3 separate regions of the Hordeum vulgare genome follow, and regions 1 and 2 are each linked to region 3. Evidence: chromatin contacts called from public Hi-C data. All regions are on one chromosome and are shown on one strand. Each heading gives the region's core, a stretch centred on a gene start, on an enhancer-like site or on the middle of the called end of the contact. The rest is flanking DNA. Distances are from core to core; before and after follow the strand shown.

Evidence for each region. A called contact is a pair of places that touch in the nucleus more often than the background predicts.
Region 1: a contact with region 3 is called in a Hi-C map of leaf, with 5 times the contacts expected there. The contact joins two enhancer-like sites. A contact is called at or near these places in 5 of 6 Hi-C or Micro-C datasets (leaf and seedling).
Region 2: a contact with region 3 is called in a Hi-C map of leaf, with 4 times the contacts expected there. The contact joins the promoter of LOC123446730 here to the enhancer-like site in region 3. A contact is called at or near these places in 4 of 6 Hi-C or Micro-C datasets (leaf and seedling).

The regions. Positions count from the first base shown.
Region 1 is chr4H:513,983,477-513,986,287 of MorexV3_pseudomolecules_assembly, reverse strand. No RefSeq gene overlaps it. Among protein-coding and RNA genes, the nearest start is that of LOC123446730, 41 kb to the left of the region's middle. Within about 2 kb of position 1,462, at least 2 of the 3 cell types and tissues checked have open chromatin away from gene starts, as enhancers often do. A contact at or near this core is called in leaf, where this site is marked.
Region 2 is chr4H:514,024,997-514,027,696 of MorexV3_pseudomolecules_assembly, reverse strand. LOC123446730 (protein indeterminate-domain 16-like) reads right to left here and starts at 1,321. Exons shown (of 3, transcript XM_045123282.1): 1 at 818-1,321; 2 at 220-676. The coding sequence starts at 1,007.
Region 3 is chr4H:513,802,962-513,805,661 of MorexV3_pseudomolecules_assembly, reverse strand. No RefSeq gene overlaps it. Among protein-coding and RNA genes, the nearest start is that of LOC123446730, 220 kb to the left of the region's middle. Within about 2 kb of position 1,256, at least 3 of the 3 cell types and tissues checked have open chromatin away from gene starts, as enhancers often do. A contact at or near this core is called in leaf and seedling, where this site is marked.

The DNA.
Region 1 (2,811 bases), core at 213-2,712, 180 kb before region 3:
ACGATCGACTAGACGAAAAGGTTGGCTGAAACATGCGGTGCAATCAGGCCTATGCCGCTAGCTGCGGTCACCGGACACCAGGCCGGCCAGGGCAAGGCTGCATGCCTCCTGCGCCTGCACTGACTGCATTCTGCAGCGACTGTGCACGCAGGGAAAGAGAGAGTTGTGCGCGCGTGTCTGCGTACAAGGTGGTGCATTGGAGCTTTTGCTCAGGGGAATGCGGTGAAAAAAGAAGGGAAAAGCAGCAGCAACCACGCTCGCGATGATTATACTCGCTCGCCTGGCGCAGTGCCGCAGTGGGGAGCAGAAGAAAAGAGAGGGGAGACGGTGTTCATCAGAGTCGGTGCCGTTTCCTGCAGCGCATCATTCTGCCTTTCGGATCTTTTTCAGTCTACCATCTCGCTCCATTCATGGTGTTGCAGTGTGAGTTCCTGATGCATGGTCAATGGGCTTGGTTTTCACATATACACTGTGTCACTGTTCTTACCGTGTAGTGCTACTGCTATGCAATAGAGACTGTAGCTGCATGGTGTTGATCGCTAACTGGTTCCTGTAGCTGTATATGGTGCTGAAGTTGAAGAGAGGAGATCCATGCAGGGCGGTGGTAATTGTGTCAGTTCGGACGGTTGGAAAACAATTAATGCCATCTCGAGCCTCATGTTGAGCGAGTACATAATACGATTGAATCGGTTAAAAATACTGAAAGTGCACTAGTGGTGCTGAGGAGATGCATGCAGGGCGGTGCTAATTGTGTCAGTTCGGACGGTTGGAAAACAATTTGGTCCAAATGTCAACTAAGAACCAGTAGTTTCTGGCTAAGATCAGTTCTAATTTGCATCGCTGCACAGTGTGGCCATATCCCTTAGCCAGCACCCCGGATCAACAAGCTACCCACAGCCACACTTTCAGTTTCTTCTTCGATTCAGAGCACCGTAAGGTATATGAGGCCCTCTAATTAGCATCTTGCTTTTCTTAAATTAAAAGTTTTTGGCGAACGCAACTTCAGTAATCCATTCACATTCCATAAATTTGTTTCTACTTCCTTCGTTCCTAAATATAAGTCCCTTTAAAGATTTCACTACAGACTACATATGAATGTATATAGACATAATGTAGAGTGTAGATTCAATCATTTTGCTCTGTATGTAGTGAAATCTCAAAAAATAATTATATTTATAAGCTGAGGGAGTATATTTTAATTATGAAATCATTTGCTACTCATGTAGTTACTTTGGTTTTAGTAACCACATATGAGTCTTTTTTTAAGGACCAGGTCCACATGTCCTTATCAAGCTTAATATTATAACTGGAAACTAAAAAAAGTATTATATCTGGAAAAAAATGAATAATTGACATCGGTACAGAAATCTACAGCTTATAGTAATTTGTCAAGAATAAGGAGGTACTATTGGGCCTGGTCCACAAGGTTGTCCTATCGGCCCGTTTGAACTTAAGCATGGGCCCCATGAACAAATCCGATGGTTGCTCATCTCTGATATGGCAACATGTGGCCACCATTTGCTTCCTTGGACGTGTAAGTCTCAATGATGACTACGAGGCACAGGATACGTGACCCAGTGAACCATGATTGTGTTTATTTTCCATCTATCATGCTGCTTCTCTCTTTGCTATATACATGCGGTAATTCCTTCCTAAGCAATACTATGGGCTCCTTTGATTCAAAGGAATTCTATAGGATTTTTAAAGGATTATATTTTTTAGGATTTTTTCTCTACATTGGTTCTTTGATTTATTGGATTGGATCCCATAGAAATATGGAATCTTTTGTACTATATTTCATAGAAAATCTAACATTTACTTCAACTTCTTTTTATAATTCCTTTGTTTTTCCTCTGGCATCAAATGCTCCTTGCTCATCCTGTAGGGTTCAGATGTACATGCCACTCCAACCCTTTATTTTTCCTATTCCTGTGTTTTTAAAATCCCACGAATCAAAGAGGCCATATGTGTTGTACTTATAATATAAATGGATAAAAATAAACGTATCTAAAAATTAAAATACATTTAGATACATTCATTTATATGATAAATATTTTCGGACCGAGCGAGTATATTTTTACAAAAATCTATATGATAATAAGATAATGCAGTGACATACACCATGTCCACCTTTTCCCTATATAGGGCAAGACAGGATGTATCATATGACAGGAAAGAAACGGCAAAATCGTACTTCAATATGGCCAGTAGGAACAGCCCAACAGCAGTGCTAGCTAGTTCCTAACCTAGTTGCATGCCAGTGGCCAAGTTGACGTCCTTGCTCTCGTATTGATATATATCCGAAATATATCCATCTAAAAATAGTTCAAACAAATTAATCAGCTACATGGCCCTAGGTGTAAACTCATGTTAACCACCAGAGTCACAACAACTACATTGGGCATGACAATTGACAAGCACGTAAGCTGGTTTTTCAGCGCGCCCACGTCTCATCTGTCTGTCGGGTGTCGCCTCCCTGTTTAAGGCAGCTCCTTGATATGGATCGTTCATTATCCAGATTCGTATGCATGCCCGATTAGATTTCTCCTCTGCCATGATTTGGTCATCTGACTATTCATGCACGTATATGCTACATGCATGTAGCAGTTTGCGGCTTGCCATCCGGAAGCTCATATGCTTGTCGCTATGTACGGGCTAACGGAAAGAATATATTCCGTTCCGCCGAAGAACAGTCGGGATGATAGCTTGCTGGGTCTCTATTTCTTTTCCTAATATACTCCTTCCATCTCATAATTCTTGTCATTGTTCCAGTTCAAATTTGAACTAAAATAACGATAAAAATTATGGAAT
Region 2 (2,700 bases), core at 72-2,571, 220 kb before region 3:
CCACAAAAAACATACTATATAATCAAGACCTTTGGTGTTCCGGTATATAATAACTCTAGTTCGTTCTCGTGCGACAAGTACGTATGATCGACGTACGTACGTCCCGACCCGCGGTGCATGATGCTGCAACTTACGAGTAGTTAGCTCGCGCGCGTCAGATGCATGAGGCATAGACGACGTATATAGAGGAGTAACGTCGTCGTCGTCGATGGTACGTACCGGGAGAAGACGCGGCCGCAGTCGCAGGAGTGGCCGCGGGTGCCGCAGGTCTTGAGGTGCGCCTTGTAGTCGGACTGGACGGCGTAGCCCTTGGCGCAGCGGGCGCACACCCACTGCCGCCGCCCGCCGTGCTTGCGCCGGAAGTGCTTCTTGATCCCCACCAGGTCGCCCAGCGCGTGGGCCGGGTCGTGGTGGAGGCAGCTCGGCTCGGGGCACACGAACACGCGCTTCCTCGGCACCGTCGTCGCGCCGGCCGCTCCCGCCGTGCCCGTGCCGCCGTCCTCCCCTGCCGACGGCGCCGGAGCCCGCTTCACCAGCCGCCAGGGGACCTTGTGCCGCCGCCGGTGCATCTGGAGGTTCTGCTCCCGCTGGAACCCCTGCCCGCAGATCTCGCACACGTACCGGTCCGACTCCAGCAGCGTCCTCGGCGTCAGCGCCACCACCTCCGCATCAGGGTCTGGATAATAATGTACCAAATGCACATGTGTGTGCGTACGTAAGTGTCAGCCAATGAATCCATGGCGCACTAACAAGGTGCTGACCGATCCATACATGATCGATCGGTCCACATATATACGTTATGATCCACGTTACGTACCTGGCGTGCCGGGAGGGCGCCTCTTGCGCTTGGCGGGGGAAGGCTGGTCGGTGGCCGGCGGAGGCGGCGCCAGGGGCGGCGGCGGCGGCGGCTGCGTCTGCTGCAGCTGCTGCAACTGCTGGGAGGAGGGGGAGGACGAGGAGGTGGAGGAGGAGGCCAACATTTGGTGGTGGCTCTTGACTAGTGCCATAAGTGTTGGGGGCTTTCTTCTTCTTGTTGTTGTTTTAAGGGCTAGCCCTTACTAGCTACGTACGTGAGTAGCCTTGCACACAACCGGCTACGTTGCCTTGGCCTCGGCCTCGGCCTTTGGCTTGCTTCCTTTCCCTCTTCTCTTTTTGCTCCTTAGTGGGATAGGGGTGCCAACGGAGGCTTTATGGGGTGGAAAGGTGAAGGTGCATTGTGCTTGTGTTGTAGAAAGGCTTGGGGCATGAGGGGATCATATATAGCTAGGGGAGGGGTGGGGAGAGAGGGTGAAAAAAAGGGCTTTGTCTATATCTCTTTGCTTGCTTTTGTGCTTGCTGCATCGGTGCGTGGGTGTGGCTCCCTTTCTTTGAAGGGGGAATGTGTCTCATATACTCATTGGATGGGCAGCTTTTATCAAGGCTTTGTTTGTTTGTTTTGGTGGTTTTTAAAGATGGGATCATGTGACTAGTCTCCCCTGCCAATCTCATGCCCGCAATTAATGGGATACATGCTTGCTTAACTGCTTGATTGATAAGATCAGCTCTTCAATTGCATGTGTTTGATGGTTTATCAACTCTCTCTCTTTCTCCTTCCTCAGACAGGAGTTAGGCAGGGACATGGGACTTCACCCTATAACGCAGTCTTTATTATATACAAGATACAGTATATGGAAATAAAGACTTTTTTTTAGAAAAAGTCGACCTCTACATCAATAGATGTATGCAGTCATTTATTTAACAAATCCACAAACATGTCCGCAATACAACAAAAAGTGACCCAAAGTGTTGAAAGGAATAAACATCAAAAAAGCCACAACCGGCTGAAATAGGCCTAGATGACTAACCACCTATCATATTACTCGACTGTCATCCAAACCGGTTGTAGATATCTCGAGCTACCATCTCCCAACAGGCACACCGAGTAATCAAAGGCTCCCTGGCTTCCGCATGAGTGAGTAACGACCACATACGGATCATGGCAGTGGCTCTGTAGATAACCTGCAAAAAGTTAATAGAACTTTGTCTGTTAAGCATAAAATCATTCATGTGCTTCCGTATAGCCCAAAGTAATGCACATACTCCCAACCGTATGTGCTTTGCAGTGTTTATCTCTATCCCATTTAACCACGTCCCGAATAACGTGTGTATACTATTAGGAGGGTTGATATTAAAGGCTATATGAAGTGAGCGCCATAGGATCCTAACCATCGGACATTCAAGAAAGAGGTGCTTGATAGTTTCGTTGTGATCACAAAAGCTGCATCTTTGACTACCTGCCCAATTACATTTTGCCAAATTGTCATTCATTAGAATAACTTCTTTGTGAACAAACCACACGAAAACCTGTATTCTTAACGAGACCTTGACCTTCCAAATATGAATTGACTTTCGTATTGGCACTATATCTATGAGATCTAAATACATAGATTTTACCGAGAAAATGCCATTCCTGTTCAACTTCCAATGAACACTATCTTGCAAATCAGAGAGATTGATGTTCATCAACCGTCTGACAAGATGCAGCCACTCATTCCACCGATCACCAACTAAAGACCTTCGAAATTGTATATTTAGAGGCACAAACCGTAATACTGTAGCAACATAAGCTTCTTTACGTTGAACAATATTATATAGGTGAGGATACTCGATGGCGAGAGGCGTCTCCCCTAACTACGTATCCTCCCAGAATCTCGTCGACTC
Region 3 (2,700 bases), core at 7-2,506:
TCTAGCACATCAATGATACATTATCCTCAACTCCGTCATAAAATTCTACGGTGCGGTTTCACAGGTTGGGACTAAGTGACCACAAGGCTGGTCAACCATGTAGATCATAAATTTTTGATTCTTATTGCTTTACAGGTTGATCAATTCATTGATTCACTCAATGTTGCAACGTGATAATCATTACGTTGTACAACCCGGACGCGTTGTGTATTGTAACATAAAATTAAGGGCAAGCTATTTACTTTCATATACATTGTTGGATGAAACTCAAAAGACACTGTGCGTGAGACGACATGCACAGATTCTAACTTGAGTATCGTTGAATTTGGAATCGGTGAATTTAAAAAAAAAATCATCCGATTATCTCGGATGTAATATTTATATTTAAACTATTATTATAATAGAGATATTTGCATGTTATTTATGAGTGCATTGTGTTATTTTCTACTATTACTTTAATTGTTGCGTATTTTAAAAAAAAGACAAAGTTGGACGTATAGGAAACGGGGTTGGATGGCCGGCTCCCGTAATGGTGTTCGCAGACGAGCTCAGACTAATCTACGGGTAAATAGTGTGCCCATTTTAAAAGATAGTGTTGAAGATGCCCTAATGAACAGCATCATATCTTTGCTCATCACGAGTGTATGGTTAGCAAATAAGACCAGCCATACATACTAGTACTACATACTCCCTCCGTTCCTAAATATAAGTCTTTCTAGAGGTTTTACTAGTGGACTACATACGGATGTATATAGTCATACTTTAAAGTGTAGATTCATTCATTTTGCTCCGTATGTAGACTTCTAGTGAAATATCTTAAAAGACTTATATTTACGAACGGAGGGAGTACTTATCATAGGCTAGCAAGTTGCAATCGATCGTCTCTCGTCTATACCTCACTTGCAGAAATGGAAACATTCTCATTGTCGTCTCCCTATCGTGGGTTGTCCCTCTCAACGGATGACCACACATCCGCGTCTCTTATCAAGACCGAAGCTGGCCCGGTCCCGGCAGGGAGCGCTTTCAGGGGAAAAAGAAGGAAGAAGCGATGGCCGTGAAATGCAGTCCTGACAGGGATATTTACGGGGTTCGTCGACGTGTTGCCCTCTGTCACTCTCTACACTCCCTCTGCCCTCCTCTTCTTTTGCCCACATTTCTCGCGTCTCGGCCGGTGCCCAGATATGAGGTTTGATGGTTGCCGGTGTAGTCCAATCTCTGGAGCGCGACCGTCCACCAACTTTCCAAGGAAAAGGAGACGAACGGATGGGAGCCCATGTGGCGGTAAGGGTTTGGAAAACCGGTGCCCCGGGTCTTGTCACACTACGCTAGTAGGTTCTTTTTCTTTGTGAATTGTCACGGAAATGCGCAGGGACATGTGACTGTGGGGCACTCACTGCCAAGTCCCCCGCTGCTCGTTTTTTCTCGTGATTTGCACAGTAGTTCAACCCTGCACGCAAGCGCAGTAAAAAAGAAAATCCCTTCAAAAAAGAAAAATGTTTCAACAATGGAACTTACGGTTTTTTATCTAAAACTGCCGTGTACCAACCAGTTTCAGAGATATATTTTCAAACAATTTTTTCTATTGGTCGTAGACACAAAATAATTATTTTGTATTGATCGCTCGTACTAAGCTTCAACATTGAAGCTTAACATATTTTCTGAAAAGCCGGCAAAATACATTCAAAATGAATCTTATTTGAAGGCAATGGTCAAGTGAAACACGAATATTAAAACATGACTTAATTCAGAATTTTTGTTTAAAAAATATTTAATTTTAAAAACCAAAAACTAAAATAAAATCGGGCAAAATGGACATGCAATTTGCGTGCCATAAATCCTCGTCCTTAATTGTAAGGTAGTACAAAAAAAATACTAGAAGTAAGGTAGTACAAAAAAATACTAGAAGTAAAAAAATTACAAGCACTCATTGCGGTGATGAAAAAGCCGTGGCCAATTCCGCTGGTGTGGGAGAATCGGAGCGAGATGATGGAACGGTTTTTCACCTTACTGTATGTGCATAGGAATACAATGTGTTGTTTTGTCCTATGAAATGGCCATAAGGGCATCTCCAACGCTTACCCTTAAACAACTTGCAACTATCTCATCACGTGATATAGGCATGTTTTACCATTCAACATATCGGTCCATCAACCGATACAGATGCACTTTATTCCATAAATCGGAGACAAAACCGGGGAGCTTTGCGGGCGTTCGAACCGATGTCACACTCGCGTCTGATTAACTTGGCCCACCAAAAAATCTTCTCCTCGCACGTGTGCTTTCCTGTCTGATGCTGGTCAGCGACTCTTCAGACCGTCAGCGCCGCATTCATATCTGTCCAGAACGGACGCGACCTATCACTGGAGACGGCATGGAAACGACGCGCTGGCCGAGAACGTCGTCACGTTGCTTCCCGATGCACGCTAGATCTCTCCTCATTCAAACGGCACCAGTCCATTCATCTCCCTTCATTAAGCGTACGCGGTTGCCGAGGAACCTACTTCAGCCCCCACACGTCGGTCCATCGACTGCCCAGCATTAAGAACCTCAGCACCTGGCATGCCCTATGCCCGCTATTTAACCCTCCAAGCCGGCAGCACAGTCGCACTCCTCCCCTCTCTATCTCCTTTCTGCACCACACCCGTCATGTACGCCTTGAGCTCCAAAGCCTCTTGGGATGGTCTATCCTTCCAACAGAAG